4 separate regions of the Mus musculus genome follow, and regions 2, 3 and 4 are each linked to region 1. A link is a contact called in public HiChIP or PLAC-seq data. All regions are on one chromosome and are shown on one strand. Each heading gives the region's core, a stretch centred on a gene start, on an enhancer-like site or on the middle of the called end of the contact. The rest is flanking DNA. Distances are from core to core; before and after follow the strand shown. Region 1 holds the start of Tcf12 (transcription factor 12). Region 2 overlaps Tcf12 (transcription factor 12). Region 3 overlaps Zfp280d (zinc finger protein 280D). Region 4 overlaps Tcf12 (transcription factor 12).

What was found. HiChIP or PLAC-seq counts read pairs in DNA pulled down with a chosen protein or histone mark.
Region 2: an H3K4me3 HiChIP or PLAC-seq map of neural tube shows a contact between it and region 1, with 4 times the contacts expected there. The contact joins the enhancer-like site here to the promoter of Tcf12 in region 1. A contact is called at or near these places in 10 of 39 promoter capture datasets (the C10 cell line, the HPC-7 cell line, the SN4741 cell line and 7 more), 11 of 484 Hi-C or Micro-C datasets (the C10 cell line, Th1 cells, cortical glia and 6 more), 28 of 115 datasets of contacts at active chromatin or transcription factors (the 230-238 cell line, the SCID.adh cell line, SST interneurons and 24 more) and 3 of 9 other capture datasets (adipose tissue, liver and pancreatic islet).
Region 3: an H3K4me3 HiChIP or PLAC-seq map of bone marrow-derived macrophages shows a contact between it and region 1, with 3 times the contacts expected there. The contact joins the enhancer-like site here to the promoter of Tcf12 in region 1. A contact is called at or near these places in 11 of 39 promoter capture datasets (the 3T3-L1 cell line, 3T3-L1-derived adipocytes, the C10 cell line and 6 more), 6 of 115 datasets of contacts at active chromatin or transcription factors (the SCID.adh cell line, T-cell acute lymphoblastic leukemia, bone marrow-derived macrophages and 3 more) and 2 of 9 other capture datasets (adipose tissue and pancreatic islet).
Region 4: an H3K27ac HiChIP or PLAC-seq map of differentiating embryonic stem cells shows a contact between it and region 1, with 2.6 times the contacts expected there. The contact joins the enhancer-like site here to the promoter of Tcf12 in region 1. A contact is called at or near these places in 17 of 39 promoter capture datasets (the 3T3-L1 cell line, 3T3-L1-derived adipocytes, the C10 cell line and 13 more), 2 of 15 datasets of contacts at CTCF or cohesin (large pre-B cells and pro-B cells), 2 of 484 Hi-C or Micro-C datasets (cranial neural crest and nephron progenitors), 25 of 115 datasets of contacts at active chromatin or transcription factors (the 230-238 cell line, DN3 thymocytes, the SCID.adh cell line and 19 more) and 4 of 9 other capture datasets (adipose tissue, embryonic stem cells, liver and 1 more).

The regions. Positions count from the first base shown.
Region 1 is chr9:72,109,603-72,113,531 of GRCm38.p6, reverse strand. Tcf12 (transcription factor 12) reads left to right here and starts at 1,713. Exons shown (of 21, transcript NM_011544.3): 1 at 1,713-1,956; 2 at 2,698-2,794; 3 at 3,784-3,856. The coding sequence starts at 2,720.
Region 2 is chr9:71,878,087-71,881,793 of GRCm38.p6, reverse strand. The region is part of intron 12 of Tcf12 (transcription factor 12); the gene reads left to right. Among named protein-coding and RNA genes, the nearest start is that of Cgnl1, 110 kb to the right of the region's middle. Within about 2 kb of position 2,128, at least 62 of the 459 cell types and tissues checked have an H3K27ac peak or open chromatin away from gene starts, as enhancers often do. A contact at or near this core is called in adipose tissue, embryonic basal ganglia, embryonic brain and 7 more, where this site is marked.
Region 3 is chr9:72,341,786-72,345,485 of GRCm38.p6, reverse strand. The region is part of intron 19 of Zfp280d (zinc finger protein 280D); the gene reads right to left. Among named protein-coding and RNA genes, the nearest start is that of Gm27230, 47 kb to the left of the region's middle. Within about 2 kb of position 1,430, at least 10 of the 459 cell types and tissues checked have an H3K27ac peak or open chromatin away from gene starts, as enhancers often do.
Region 4 is chr9:71,913,563-71,917,338 of GRCm38.p6, reverse strand. It overlaps Tcf12 (transcription factor 12), which reads left to right. Exons shown (of 21, transcript NM_011544.3): 8 at 282-334. Among named protein-coding and RNA genes, the nearest start is that of Cgnl1, 140 kb to the right of the region's middle. Within about 2 kb of position 1,263, at least 53 of the 459 cell types and tissues checked have an H3K27ac peak or open chromatin away from gene starts, as enhancers often do. A contact at or near this core is called in differentiating embryonic stem cells, embryonic limb bud, epiblast stem cells and 2 more, where this site is marked.

The DNA of each region.
Region 1 (3,929 bases), core at 464-2,963:
ATGTCTACTTCCCTATCAATAACCCCGAGTTGTAACTTGCCACATTTCATCTGGCTGTCCTTAACTCCAAGTGGCCAGCTCTCATGGCCATGTTTTCATGATTCACCTACCCCATGGTGTGCTCTCTTCTCTCTACCTACTACCCTCTCCTCCTGGTTCCTGACTGGGAACCCCAAGCCCAAGAACCAAAACTCTGCCTATCTCTCTTCTGCTCATAGGCAGTGGGTATCTTTATTCACCAATCAGGGATAACTTGGGGACAAGGTTACCTAAGTGCAGATTCTCTCATCCCTGGGGGCAACCAGGCCAGTAGTTAGTATTACAATGCATAGCAGAAGACCAAACCTCAGCATCTTCCCTAGAGATTGTACCACAGAAATATGGCTTTACCAGTTACCTAATCAAATTTCCTGGTTGTTCTGTGACTGCTTTTTGCCTCACTTTTGTATACACCAAATTACGGATAACCAAACCCTGTTCATTTAATCAATGATGCTAGACTTGGCTCAGAACTGTTTGATTTATATTGGAAACATCATCAAAGATCAGATCTCTCCTTGCGAAGACTTTCTTCTTGTCTGTTTGATTTACTCTGGCTAGATCTTGAGTTTGGAAGATGACATTCATTTTTTTTTTTTATAGCATTTGCAAAAATGTTCTCAAAGACTTCAGCAAATTGCCTATTTGTATGTGGGTTAACCATCCGCTAGTCTTAGTTGGAAACGGGATCGTTATCATTTTTTAGGTGAAATCATGCTACTTTGTTTAGGATGGAGACACACTCCACAAGTTGCCAAAGCATGTATGTACCTAAGTGGGACTGGCTTTGGGGGTGAGTAGGCTACCATTAGTTCTGGAATGGTCTATACGGAGGTCCCACATATAAACCTTAATTTGCTTCTCTGGTTGGACAGCTCTGGTTGCAGTAAGTACAGCAATGGCACATTTAACTATCTTCTTTATATGAACTTCTGAGGCCAACGGCTCCTTCTTACAGTCAGGATACTCAAGAGTTGGCCACTGTCTTCAATTCGTTTCTTTGGATGCTTGTCTCGAGTGTTTCTTCTGCTTGGGCCTGGCTGGTCTTCTCTGTGCTCGCAGACCTCAACACAATCACCTTAGCTTCCCCTCAAGTAAACCTTAACTTCCAAGGCCGAATTTTTCCCCTTTTTCTTTGGGGCTTCTTCAGGCCAAGTTCGGAACTTGCTCATCAAGACTTAACTTCCTGGGGCTGTCTCTCTGGTTACAGCAAAGGCCAGGCGCAATCCTTTCCCAGAACTTGGTGTTGCAGCGCGGGGCTCAGGTGGGACGGCACGCTCAGGTGAGCAAGCTGATGAGCGCGGCGTGAGGGGCTTTGCGCTTTTCCCACAGAGTCCGCCCACCACAGCTGCGGCTCCACAGCCGGCCTCGCCTCCCGCGTCCGGCGTGGCTGAGCTCCGGAATGGCTGCGGGTGGCAGATCCAGATGCTGCCCAGCTGCGTCCCCGTCGCGGCACTTCGGGGCGCAGTGAGCTTGAGGAGACGGCCGCCGCCCGCCGTGGGCTTTGTCCGTCCGCCGCTCCGCCCCGCCCCGTGCCTCCCCGCCCCCTCCGCGGTCCCACTTCCTCGGCGCGGGAGGCGGGAGCGCGCCGGGCAGCGAGGGGTTAAGCCGACGCGCTTGAGGCGCGGAGGGATCCGGAGGCGAGCGGAGCTCGGTGCTGAGGCCGCCTCAGCGGAAAAAAAAAAAAATGTCCGCCTGAGGAGACCCACAAGTTCTATCGGGGGGACAGCCAGCCCGCCCGGGGAGCCACGGGCGGCTAAGCCCGAGAGCCGCCCGAGTCGCGCCGACTCAAGCACTCGCGGGGGCCCGAGGCAACGCAGCCGCCGGCGGCGCGTGGGGAGGGGGAAAGCCTGAGCCCGCGCTCCCGGCCAAAGTGAACTTTAATCGGGAAGGTTGGATGCGGAGCCCGGGCGGCAGGTAACCGCGGGCGGCGGGCGGGACGTGCGGAACTCAGGTCCCTTTGTACGGCGCGGAGCCCGGGGCCGCGTCCAAGTTGCGGCGCGCGGCGGGGCGGAGGCGCGAGCTGCGGGGTCCAGGCCCGGGCAGCGGCGCTCGGCCTGCGCGGCGCTCGGGGCTCGGCGCTCGGGGCCGGGGAGCCGCCGAGCCCGCCTCATTGTTCCGCGAGTCCGGGGCAGGGCGGCCCAAGTGGGAGGTGGAGGCCGGGCGGGAGTTTGCGGGGCGCGGACGCGCGTGGGGCGCTCTCAACCAAGCCGGGGACCCCCGCTGGGGACGTCCGGGCCGCAGACGCGGGCCTGCGAGCGGCGCGCTCCCCGCAACTTGTCAGCTCTATTGTTGCTGAGCGAGTGAGTCACTTGGTCTCCGGGTCGCCGCCGCTTTCTCGCTCCCTCGCTGGGCGCGGGCTCGCTCCGTACTCCTCCCCGGGGGCACCCCGAAGCCGAGCCACCTTGGAAACTTGCGGGAGCCACGGAGCCACGCGTGGGCTCCCGTGTCGGAGCGGCTTCCGTCACTGTCCTTCGGGTATGCGTGGGGATCTGGCGTGTCGCTCGGCGCCCCCCACCCCGAGCGCTGCCTCTCTCTCTCTCTCTCTCTCTCTCTCTCTCTCTCTCTCTCTCTCTCTCTCTCTCTCTCTCTCCCTCTCTCTCCTTCTCACGTCGAGCGTCCGGGTGTCCGCGGCTCAGCCTGTCTTCTCTGCCTTAGGACCTGCTAGAAGTGGCTGAAGATGAATCCCCAGCAGCAGCGCATGGCCGCGATAGGGACCGACAAGGAGCTGAGCGACCTGCTGGACTTCAGTGCGGTATGAGAGCTTTCCTCCGCATCTTGGGGTTCTGCTGAGGTTTCCCGAGATCGGGAGCAAGAGAGAAAAGGGGGGAAAGCGACATGGCAGCGGGCAACTCCATCTGCTTTTCAGCGCTAGTTCTCAGGGCTGGAGTCCAGCTCCCCCAAGTTGGACACCTGAACTTTGATGTAATGTCTAGACTTGCAGATTTCAAACTTTAATGCCAGAGGGGTCATTTGATTTAACTAGTTAAAAGAAGAACAATGTAATCATGAGCTCTGGTTGAGTCACTCCCTTCTGATAATTATTAGAGATTTTAGACTTTATATGAAAGAAAAAAAATATTTTTTTTCCTGAAGACTTCTCAGCATTTCCCTCCCCACGACTTCATTTAGCCTGTGGTACCTGAGAGATGCCAGCTTCAAAAAAGCCAACCCCAGCGCTAGAATTCCCAGCCTTGTGAGCTGACTGCTTTAAGTATACATATGCCGTCTGCATATGTAATATGGAAAATGATTTAAAAATAAAAGGTGAAGCTATAGAGCCCATTGCCCTTATTTCTTACTAATGGATTGAATTTCAACGTTAACTGCTCCTAGAAGGCAGGGCCAATACCTGCTGTATTAGAACTGTTATTATCTTTCCTGTATGTGGTAATTTCATCGGACATGATTCTGATTGCAAGTGCTTATTAAGTAATGTTAATGTAATGAGAATCACTTAGGGCCAAAGTGAAGATCATGGGTAAAAATTTACTGTTTAAACTTAATTATCTTGTAATCTTGCCTGTGGCTGGGTTTTCATAGCAAATGTCACCGGTTCTCTCAAGCAATATTAGTAAATAATATCACTTGTTATTGCCAGCCTTGGTCTGAATGGGTCTTCCATTTTTATTTCAAATTCTCTATGAAAATTAGGAACCTAATTGATGACACTTGGTGAACTTTTCTTTGCAAGGAATATAGAAGAATTTTAAGATTAATAGGTACATTTGGGTTATTTTGCAGATGTTTTCTCCACCTGTTAATAGTGGGAAAACGAGACCAACAACACTGGGAAGTAGTCAGTTCAGCGGGTCAGGTAAGACGATGTTGAAAATCAGAAATTTCTATTTCAGAGCACTGACATATTTTAGTAGAAAAGTCTATAAAGC
Region 2 (3,707 bases), core at 879-3,378, 230 kb after region 1:
TAAGTATGAGTTTTTTTGAGAAATGAAGCCAAATCAAACTCTTCTACCACGTAGTAGAGTCCTGCACACAGTGGAGCCCAGTAAATGTTTGCTGGAGTTAATCTTGGAACACACATAATAATGGTGGTGGTATAAACCCACAGAAATGATCAACTGTGGACTGAGTGCTTTCTAGTTGCTCGGCACCACAGTAAGCATTTTTGTGCCCTGTTTTGTGTAATTCTCAAGAAAACCCTGTAAGGTTGGCATTATCATCCCCACATTATATTTGTGGGAACTGAGGTTTAAAGGTTAAGTGACTTGAGCTCAAAAGATTTAAGTAGTTTGCCCTAGGGATCACTAGCTAGAAGGGGAGAGCTCATATACCGTAGGACCCACATGGAACTAGCCTCAGGCTGCCCTTCTCCACTGCTTTATGTGTCTAGGAAGTTGTGCTATAGGGATTGCCTTAGAGGTGTGCAAAATAACTAAAGAGAGTTGTCTCTACCTTTTTTTTCTTTTTCCCCACTGAAGAAAACTTGTGTAGGAAGAAATTTTCTTGGGTATTTGATTGTCATGCCATGTTGAGCCTGCTCATCTTAGAAGATCCAACAGCAGATAGTTCATGCACATGTAAAGGAACAAGTAGCATTTGACTACTAATATTAAGGAAATTTTAAAAATAAAACCTCCATTTGGGAGTTATTTTGTTTTTCTGAGAAAAATATATGTAAAAAAACTATGGTATAAACACACAGAACTTTGTAATGTTCTCAGTGGTCTTTCAAGCTTCCTTTAGTTACTCTGGCATCCTTGATTTTCCTTCCATATTATGAACAGCATGCTAGAGAAACTAGGATGGCATTTGGAGAAAAAAGTCCAGATTTACTATGAGTGGAGGCCAGGAAGAAATGTTTAATCTAGCTAGTGGGTGGGCTTTGGTTGTCATGGAAACTCATCTCTGTCATCCTGTGTTGTTACTAAGCGGGAACAGCCAGGTCATTCCATAAATCATTTCTGTCATAGTTGAGAGTGATACATTCCATCTGGTCCATCACTGCAGACCCTCATGTGCACACTTCCTGTCCCTTCAGCCTCCCCCTACTTCTCCAACAGCATTGTTTCTTCAGCTTTCCTTACAGACTCACATTCACATTAATAATGTTTAGTTTTTAAAATATACTAAAAAACAAAAACAGTAATTGGAAGAATTAGGAGAAATGAGAGAAAGAAACTTAGGGAGGATTACATGTGCGAATCTGAATGCATATCAGAATTTTATGTTAAGTATTACAAATGGTTAGAATGTGGTGTCTCTAATATAATAATAGCATCTATTTTTGATGGGAAAATACCACTGTTGTCATTAGAAGTTAATTCTAGTTCCCTAGTTGCTTTAGAAGGTCTTTCATGTGTGAAACACCAGAGGGTACAACCTTTGTTCTTCAGTTTAGGTTTTAAAGAACACGCAGAATGCTGCGTGATTAAACATGTAAGGCCAGATAATGCGTTTGCAAAGGTTCTTTTATTTTAGGTTTAAGCCTGGATAATTGTGGTCTTAATCTCAGGATAGCAAGAAAGAGAATTGTACATGAAGGTATTTACACAAAGTCCCCAAAGCCCTATGGATTGTGCACTAGTTTAGATAATAGACGTGGGTAGATAGAAGGAAAGGAAAAATCTGTGTGTCCCTGAACATTTGCCAGACAATCACCCTTTAAGACTGTGCCCATGGAGAGTTATATGCAGGAAGAAACATCTGGTTTATTTCAGGGCCTAATACCATATCAAAACATTCAGTCTTTAATTTAGAAGAGATCAAACGAGAAGACTGTTTAACTTTGTTGATTATATCAGACTTCTTTGTGATAATTTATGTTTTGATTTCTATGAGCCAGGGAGGGAAGAAGAGAGGGAGAATGTGTGCGTTTTAATCTAGATAGTTAAATGGTCAGTAGTCCCTAACAAAAGAAAAGAAAATCCAGGGAAGTTGATGTTTAGAAGTAATTCATGAAATAAGTTTCTTTGTTCCTTAGACTCAATAACATTAGCATAATAAAGATTAACTGAAATGTCCAAAAGCTTCAGTGTTTAAAACCTTGGACTCTGCCTTCCAGGGTTGGGCCTGGAGCTCTCCATTGTTTCTGTTTGTCTGAAGCTCCTTTCATTAGCCTCTGGCTTTATTGGCACCCTACTGATTGGAATAGACCATGACTGATAGGAGGAGGAGCCTCATTTGTTGCAGTAAAATGAGGAATATTACCGTTTAAGTCTGGCAGAAGGTACTGGGAGTTATTCATCATTGGCCATTTAACTATGAGTGCCTGTGGGCTGCATGTAAAATGAGCTCTGACTTTGTTCCTGCCCCAAACTCTAGCCACTACCACCTCCGTTTTTAACGTGACTTTTTTCTTCCTTAAACACCAATATTCAATAAACACTAATTTTTCTTCCTTAAACACCAGAAAATAGAGAGAAAAATCTTCATTTAGAATGGTCTTTGCCAAAAAAGTCTGATATTTAGGATTTCTAAAGAAATCACGATTTTTATGAAATAATGTGATTCAGTTGTTTTGGTGATGGAATGAGCCTGCAGAGATACAGGCTGGTGAAGTGATCTGCCATCAGAAAGGCTTCTGTGTACCGGTATTGCTCTGCCACTCTTCCTCCCACATATGTCCTCTCTTTATGAGAGTAAGAAGTATAAACTCTGCTTTCTTCCACATAAAGGAACTCTAACCAGCATTTGACATACTTAGGGATTGCTTCATTGGAAGGGCAGAGCTGAAGAATTGGCAGTCCATTCACGCCCTAGAAAGCCTGTGCCTACCTAAGTGTGAGATACACATAGCCTAGAACATTAACATTAATTCTCAGCAATCATAGAACCTCAAGACATAATTGTTCTCAAAGTTTATGCCATTTTGTAGATTTGGAGTGAAGTCTATAACAAGCTCTTTCATTTTCTTGTTTCTGTTTTTTGATCCCCATTAACTAAATACTAAGGTAAAAATCTGTTATTTAAAGAATCTTTTTACTGATAATTATTATAGCAAATTTCACATGCAGTTTATCACTTATTAAAGTCCCAACACCGGGAAAACAAACAAATGGATGCCCAGGGCTTGGCCAGCTAGAGAGTCAGGCCAGTGAGAGATCCTGTCTCAAAAATAGGGTGGACAACTCCTAGGGAACAACGCCTGAGATTGTCCTCTGGCCTCCACACACATGCATACACAGATTTAAAACAGTGTGAAAATGATGCATATTTATCCCAGAAACTGAGAATTGTGAATACTGGTGTGTAGAGAGAGAAAGGGGGGGCAAAGAAAAGGGGGAGCACAGCCAAAATAAAGAAGAGAAGAGGAAAGAAAGCAGAGTAGTGACTCAGAGTTGAGATGTGACCTACTCAGCCTGTCAAGTGATGAAGCCAGCAGCCAGTGTGAGGCAGGGGACAGTGAGAGTCGGTTCAGGAGTCATTCACCAGGGTCTGTAAACATAGGAAGGTCATAACCAGGCTTAAACTGCTAGTAACTAGAGAAGAAAAGGGGACTGAGGACTCTGAAACCTTTAAGGGAACTGGAGAGTAGGAGCGATGGGACATAGGTAAGCCTGAGGCCTAGAACTCATTCCAGTAGAAATTCCTAGCACAGGCTCTTCATTTCTACCATTGCAAGTCATTATTAGCACAGTAGTGACTAGGCAAGTCTTTGAGAGTAGGAGACACA
Region 3 (3,700 bases), core at 181-2,680, 230 kb before region 1:
AACATGGTTTCAGTGTAGACTACCTATTTTACTGCTCTGGCCCCTTTTTCTATACTACCTTAGGGACACAGACCATACCCTTCAGTAATGTTTACAATTCCAATTCCTGGCAGCCTTGTGTACAGAAGGTGGGTAACTAGCATCAGTGTCGTGAGTATATAGGAAATTGCCTGCACCAGACCATGAAACAGCTACTGAGTACCACTGATGCTAAGCATAAAAGTCAGTACTCGGGGATTGTGAAATTAGATGGAGGAATTCAAGAAAATTCAGTTTTTGATTTTTATTTCTCTCTAGTAGTCTTTAAATTCAAGGGGTTAATAAAGAATAGTAAACATATTTGTATCTATAAATGCATTTTACATCATTTAACTCTACAAAACAAACACAACTTTCAACCTAATTTACCACAGCAGTGTGATAGTGGGGTCTCTGCTTAGCACAGACTTAGTAATCACACTCAGAACTAAGTAATTACTGAAAGCCATCTCAAAAGGTATTTTATAGTATATTTTATTCAATGAACTAGACTCTCTTTACAAGCTTGAGCTATAGATAATGTATTTACCATGGATTCTTCTGCCATGAAGAAGGCTAAGAGACTTCCTTTCTTCCTTATTCCTTTTTTGAAACAAATCTCACTATGTAGTCCTGGATTGCTAGAACTCACTAAGTGGACCAAGCTGGCCTCAAACTCACAGAGATCTGTCTGCCTGTCTCCTGAGTGCTGGGAGTAAAGGCACATACCACCACACTGGGTGAGAATGATCTTTCTATTCTCAATTTTTCAGCATGGACAAGCATCTCAGAAAATAAAACAAGAGTTGACTTCAGTTTTGTTTTATACAGTTGAGTCTATATAAGCACCCTAGAGAACACATGGAGAGGAGACAGAGAAAAGGGGGAACAACAACAATTTCATGGCTGAGTTCAATTATGACCTAAAACTAGAAACACATGTGCTACTTTTCAAGATGACTTCTGCATTCGATAGAAGAATAAAAATACTGCTCACCAGTACCATGTATTCATTAAATTGGGTTGGATAAGCAGCTATGGAATTCTGGAAATGCCTACTTGATGTCAATTAATAAAAAGGTTGTCTTTACAGAAGAAAATGTCAGCTCAAAAGGACTGATGTCCTTCTAAGCAGAGAGGGTTCTGTACTAGTTTACAATAAGTCAGAATTGTTCCATAGTCTTTAGACAAAGCAAACAGAATCATACGCAATTCTGGTGATAGAAAACTGCACAATATTTAATTACAGCACTGTGATGTCAATTACCCAGTAGTTGAGAAGAATATACTGCAAAACTGAACTGTAAGTCAAAACTATAAATAACTACAGTACAGATGGACTGTCACTAAAACTCTCAGCCATGAGATTCCACAGATATCCAGTCAGCAGGGTCTCCTGTCATCAAGAAATAACAGCAACAGAAGTAGTAACAGCTGGGGCAGCAGCAGGAGCAGAAGCAGAAACAGCAGCAGCTGAGGTAGCAGTGGCAACAATGTACATTTACTAAGTGCCTAGTTTCTCCAGTGCCAAATAATTTAAATGTTAAGGTGAATTATTTGAGTTAGTAACATGACCCACTGATTTCCTTCCATACATGGTTTCTACTTGTTTATAGCTGCCCTATAAAGAATTACTATGTTTCTTTTAGTGATAAGAAACCTGAGGCTTAACAAGGGCTAAATTTTACTGAAGCTACAGACTATTTAATTAGGATCTATGCCTGTGTCTGTCTACTTTATTTCAGGCATAAAATCCTTTCATAGCACCATCCATCACAATGATGCAGATAAAACAGATTTTTAGTGTGGAAGATTAAGATCACTAGGATCTCATATTTCAAAGATACAGAAAGGAGCAGTAAGCCTGTCTAGCTAGTCAAATACCAAGCTGGTAAGAGTACTGCTGCAGGAGGATCACAAAATCACAAGTGCATTCAAAGTATGAGATGGGTCATAAAGTAGTCAAGGATAAGGCAGTATAATTTAGTGGAAAATTGCGATAAAATTTAAATATCTAAAATGAACATAGAGCATTCATAAATATTTCCTCAAAATATAATGTAGTGCACTTAAATATACCAAAATCTAACGGTATGACAAACGTTCTACAACACTAACTTAGTATACAGGTTTAAAAAAGAGAATTGTCAGCAATGATTTTTGAAATAATATGGGTAGGCTAGAATGAAAAATGGGTTAAAAATCAGGAAGATTCATTTTCAGTAAAATGTAGACCAACATAAAACCATGGATGTTGACTTAACAACAGTAACAACCATATGGTCACTTTCATACTATCTCCTGTGTGTTATGTACTTTCAGAGACCATAAGCAATTCCTTTAATTCCCTCAAGCTCTATAAACAGGTTCTTCTGTGATTTACATTGTGAGGATGAGGATTCGGAGTAGAGAGGTCAGGTAACCTAACCAGAACCATTCACATATAAGAGAAAAAAAAAAGGTGGAACTCCAAACTCTACAATCCACTACAATATCTACACTCTACTACTTCATAGAAGCAGTTTAAGGGTCTGAGAAAGATTAATGTGGAGCTAGGAATCAAGTCTGGAAGCCACACAGGGAAGAAGTAGAACTTTATAAAGTAAAAAAATTAAAGAAAATTTAAAACATATGGTGTAAAGTCTAGAAATAAGTCTCAAAAGGATACTAAGGTAGCCATGCCCTTGCATAAAAGCATCCTTTGTACCTAAAGAGGCAGAAATAATTAATAATTGGTTTGCCTCTGTTATGCACAACTTTGATTTTATAAATATAACAAGGATATAATTTTTTCTAATAAGTGGGACAACATATATTCACTTGCTAGCATTTAATTATATACTACACCTTATATGCAATTCAGCATTTTCTAGGAATCTTAAACCAAGTACTAATATGATTTATTTTTTAATATCCAATGAAGAAAAATGATAAATTTATGTATTAGGAGATTACATGATTTATTAGATTTTAATAATAAATAAATAATAAACAATTAGAGATTAATGCCAAATAAATATTGAAAGATAGGTCAAAATTCTCTAAGATATTCACATACAGAATTTAAAAAAAAGAAAATCACATGAATGAATCTCCCCCCTATCTTTTTCTTTCATAGACAAGGTTTCACTATGTAGCCCTAGATGGCCTTGAAATCATTACATAGTTGGCCTGGACTCAGGGAGATCTACTTGCCTTTTTTACCTAAGTGCTAGGACTAAAACTACATTTAACTTATATTTCCTTGATTTGAAAAATTTTCCTCCAGACCATATATAAATTTTGGAAATGAACTAAACAGCACAGATATGGAGCCAGTCAGCGTTTATTTGTATACAAGAGGATACCCTTTATAAGAATACATATAGTATTAAACTGGTCCAAGTAAAATGGGCATTTAGTTTCTCAGTGTTCATCAAGAATTTCTGTTGGTATTTTTGGGAAGAGTGATATGCCAGATTCTGAATTCAACTCCTCTTAAGAAGAAGAAGAAGAAGAAGAAGAAGGAGAAGAAGAAGAAGAAGAAGAAGAAGAAGAAGAAGAAGAAGAAGAAGAAGAAGAAGAAGAAGAAGAAGAAGAAGAAGAAGAAGAAGAAGAAAAAGACACTTAGGCATAAGCAAGTTAGTATCCAGACCTTGTACTTCCTCTCCAAATCTGGATCTTTACTCCAATGTCATTGCCC
Region 4 (3,776 bases), core at 14-2,513, 200 kb after region 1:
TGTGACGTCTTTAAACGCTCCTGGCATAACAGGCTCTAAAGGTGTTCTTTCTCCTTCACTTTTTGTGGTATTGGTGTGCTTTTCTTCTTGCTTTACTCCATTTATTGTTACCTTTCAAACTTAGAAGAAGAGCCAGGACTGTCATTCTTGTCTTCCCAGGCTCAGGTGCAGTATTAGGAAAAGAGAAACCATGGGGGTCTGGGGGAGTTTCCTGTTCATTGGAAGTCTGGATTTTTCCCCTAATGTAAATGCTAATGAAACATTTTGTTTTCCATGTTCAGATCCTTTACAAGCGAAGAAAGTAAGAAAGGTGCCTCCTGGCCTACCTTCTTCTGTAAGTATTCTCTTCTTTTGTTTTAATTTGATGTTCAATAAATTGATGTCAAGTATTGAGTATTTACTTGTTACAAGAATGGATTCAATTGGTGCCAGTGGGCATACTTTACATAGTAACTGTTCATTGCTTTAACAAAATCATTGATTGAGATAAATCCACACTTAAGGTTCAGCTTTTTGTTTTCTGTGCAGTGATTTGTAGCTTACTCATATGCTGTCACTCCCTGTCTCTGTCATTTGAATTCCCCTCTTGGGAAGAAGACTAGGCCTGTAGCTGTCAAAGAAGATCTCCTCTGCAGGTCTTTTGATGTTTAATTAGTCATTATGTTGCTGAACAGGAGGACAGACAGAGATTAATAGCTGAGAATCTTAGAAATTTACATTTGTAATAATCCCAATGGAGCTAAAGACATTAAGATTCGGAGGACATGTTCGGCTCAGCTTGCCTCAGTAGGACTGAGGTTATTAATATGCATAAATCACCAAGTCAGACGTTCATTCTGAAGCCCTTGTGGATTTTAAAGCCTTCATTAAGCCTTTCCCAACTTCAGGCTAACATCAGGAAAGCTTTCACGCAACTAGTTTGTTGATTCCCTACTTTCTCAAAAATGTATCCTTTGAGAATAAAGAGCTTTGATGCAGGAGGCTGGGAGAGGTTGGTAAAACAATCATTAATGGCTATAGTAACCTAATACTGTAGGAGTGTTTGTGCTCTTAATATCCTTGCTCTTTGAAGCAGTAGAAGTATTTGTAGATAAACTTACATTATTAATCCACCCATACTTTAAAAACCTCTGGTGAGAAGGGAAAGGGTTTTCTTTCTTCTCTCTGTGTAGAACAAATGCTCAGCGAGACTGTTAGATTGAGGCCCTGTGCCTTGAAGGCTACATTCTTTGTTGTGTAAATGGATGCTAGGCTTTTATTGGGCAATACTTAACACATGGGCGCAGGTGCTGCCAGATGAGTCACAGCTCATCAGAGTTTGGACTGAATGGAATGCCCTGCTTGACAAGTAGCAATCTAGAAGGGGCAGCATGGGCCTGAGCTTTTTATTTTTTTTTAAAGGGTAAAGGACAGAAATCATCTTTTGGTTGTTTGCATTCCATCTCTGTTATGTCCTGCCCCCTTTTTCTGAAAAGTCGAATTGAAATCTTTGAAACTCAATTCCAGATGGATCTGAGTTTTATAAAGCATAGGGCAGCTGTACTCTGAACCTGCAGCCTACCTGGAAGGTTGAATTGCAGCTGCAAGCATCCTAAACGCTTTTGCTTGCTTAAGCACATGGTCCCACTAGAGGCTGAATAGCTGCTTGATAAACAAAATGAACAATGCCTCAAATCATTATTCCTGAAGACAGGAATTTCAGCAGCAGCTAAAAATAGTTGTACGATTTACATTTTAAAAGTTATGTGCTGTACAAAGATAGGTAGACAGTATAACCTAACAGAAATCATACTCATGTAGACAGTACTGCAAAAACATGGAGCAGTGTGATTTCTTATAATACTATAATTCTGTGAAAATAGTAAGTTAGATTACATATTAATATTAGCAGAACCATACAGCTTTAAAAACAAACTAATAAGTAAAAAGATTCCCACATTTATTCTTGGTCTGGCATTAGTTTTAAGAAATAAGGTTAATTGTCAGTATTTCATAGTTACTTCATTTTTTAAAACAACTGAGCTAAATGGATAGAGGAGCCTGAAAAGACACTTTGCAGAGAAAGCCCTTTGTCCTTACATTTTTAAATATAACATCACTTATTACTTTAAGATAGTTTCTCTGTATTGTTTTGTGTTCAGGAAAGGAAAAACTACTGAATTTTGATGAACCTTTAGAATGATTAGGAAATTTTTAAGACAAGCTTTCTTAAGTATTATATTTCTCCAGCTTCTTTGGTATACACCTTTAATTACAGTCAGAGAGAGTTATATATATGAGTTGGGGGCCAGCCTGGTCTTCATAGGGAATTCCAGGCCAAATAAGGCTGTGTAGTGAAACCCTCTCTCAGACGCACACGCACACGCATATATGTCTGTGTATACCAGTGAGCATGGTAGTGTATATGCTTATAATCTCAACACTTGGGAGACTAAAACAGGATTGCTGTATATTCTATGCCAGCCTGGGCTGTCTTGCAAGACCCTGTCTAAATAAAACAATAAATAAAGAAAATTATATTTTTCTATTTGACTGCTTATAATGAATATACAGTTTTGCAAATCTTTGATGTTGAGAATCATAAAAGAAGTGAGAGCAAAAAAAGACCATGAATGTACATGTTCTGTTTCATGATGATTTGAATAATGAGTATCATACTTCCAAAACTAAAAATTTAGCCAAATGTTCAGATTTCAAATGGGCCAACAGGTAAAAAGAACAGAAGTGTGAAAACCAATGTTTTGTCTAAATTTAGAAGTGAAGCTTCCCTAGATTCTGTAGTAGACTCAGCTTTTGTAAATGTACTGAAGCATTCCTCCTCCCTTTACCCCTTACCTCAGGATAGAAGCAGAGGACAGTATTCAGTACACGTGGCCATAGGGAGGTCTGCTCTGAGCACAGACCTCCAGTGTCTGGGCTTGCAGTGACTGGAGTCTGTTGGGACTGAACAGAGTTCAAAGGGTGTGCAAGGTACTTCAGCATGGCGGCCATTTCCTTACCCTTGAGGGTTCCTTAGCCTCCCTTCCCTAATCTCTGAACACCAGCTGTGTATACCTGTTTTTCCTTGGTAGGAGATCATTGCTAAGATAGAAAGTAGAAGAGAGTTTGGGACATAGGGCAGGGATTGGGGCAACTATTTCCCCTGGCAACCTTTCTTGAATTTACAAAAGGAAGTGTGTTTAGTAGGATCCCTTCAGTCTCCATGTCACTTTGTTTGCAGGACTTCTCTAAGTATGAGGAACAAAGACATCCATTTTACTATAACACCATTCTCCTTGACCTTTGCACTAATCTACCCCAATTTATATGGAGGGCCATAAGAACAGCTTAAAAACTGTGAGAAGACATTTTCTTTCAGTATTAAAGTAAAAATCTTGGTTTATTCATAAGAATATCTTGTTTTGTATGTAAATAGTTTTGCCAGTTCCGTCTTTCCTGAGTAGCTCTATTTGTTAATTGGCTTTGTTGTTTAAGGACTAGCACTGTCTAAGGATGATGTGGCCTTAGAGATACACAGAATTTCCCCTTACTCGCCCCTTTTTTATTTTATGACCTGGACAGGTTACTTGACGCTCTCTGAACCATAAGGACTTTTGTTTATGTAGTGCTGAGGAGTAAGCTGCAGGCTCACTGCATGCTAGGCAAGTGCTCTACCACTGAATCATCTTCAGTCTTAAATCTCAGCTTGGTTTTGCTTTACCCGTTTTTTGTGTCCTGGGGATTGAACATAGGGCTTCATACATGCTGAGCCTGGACTTCTCCAAGCCACATGTCAA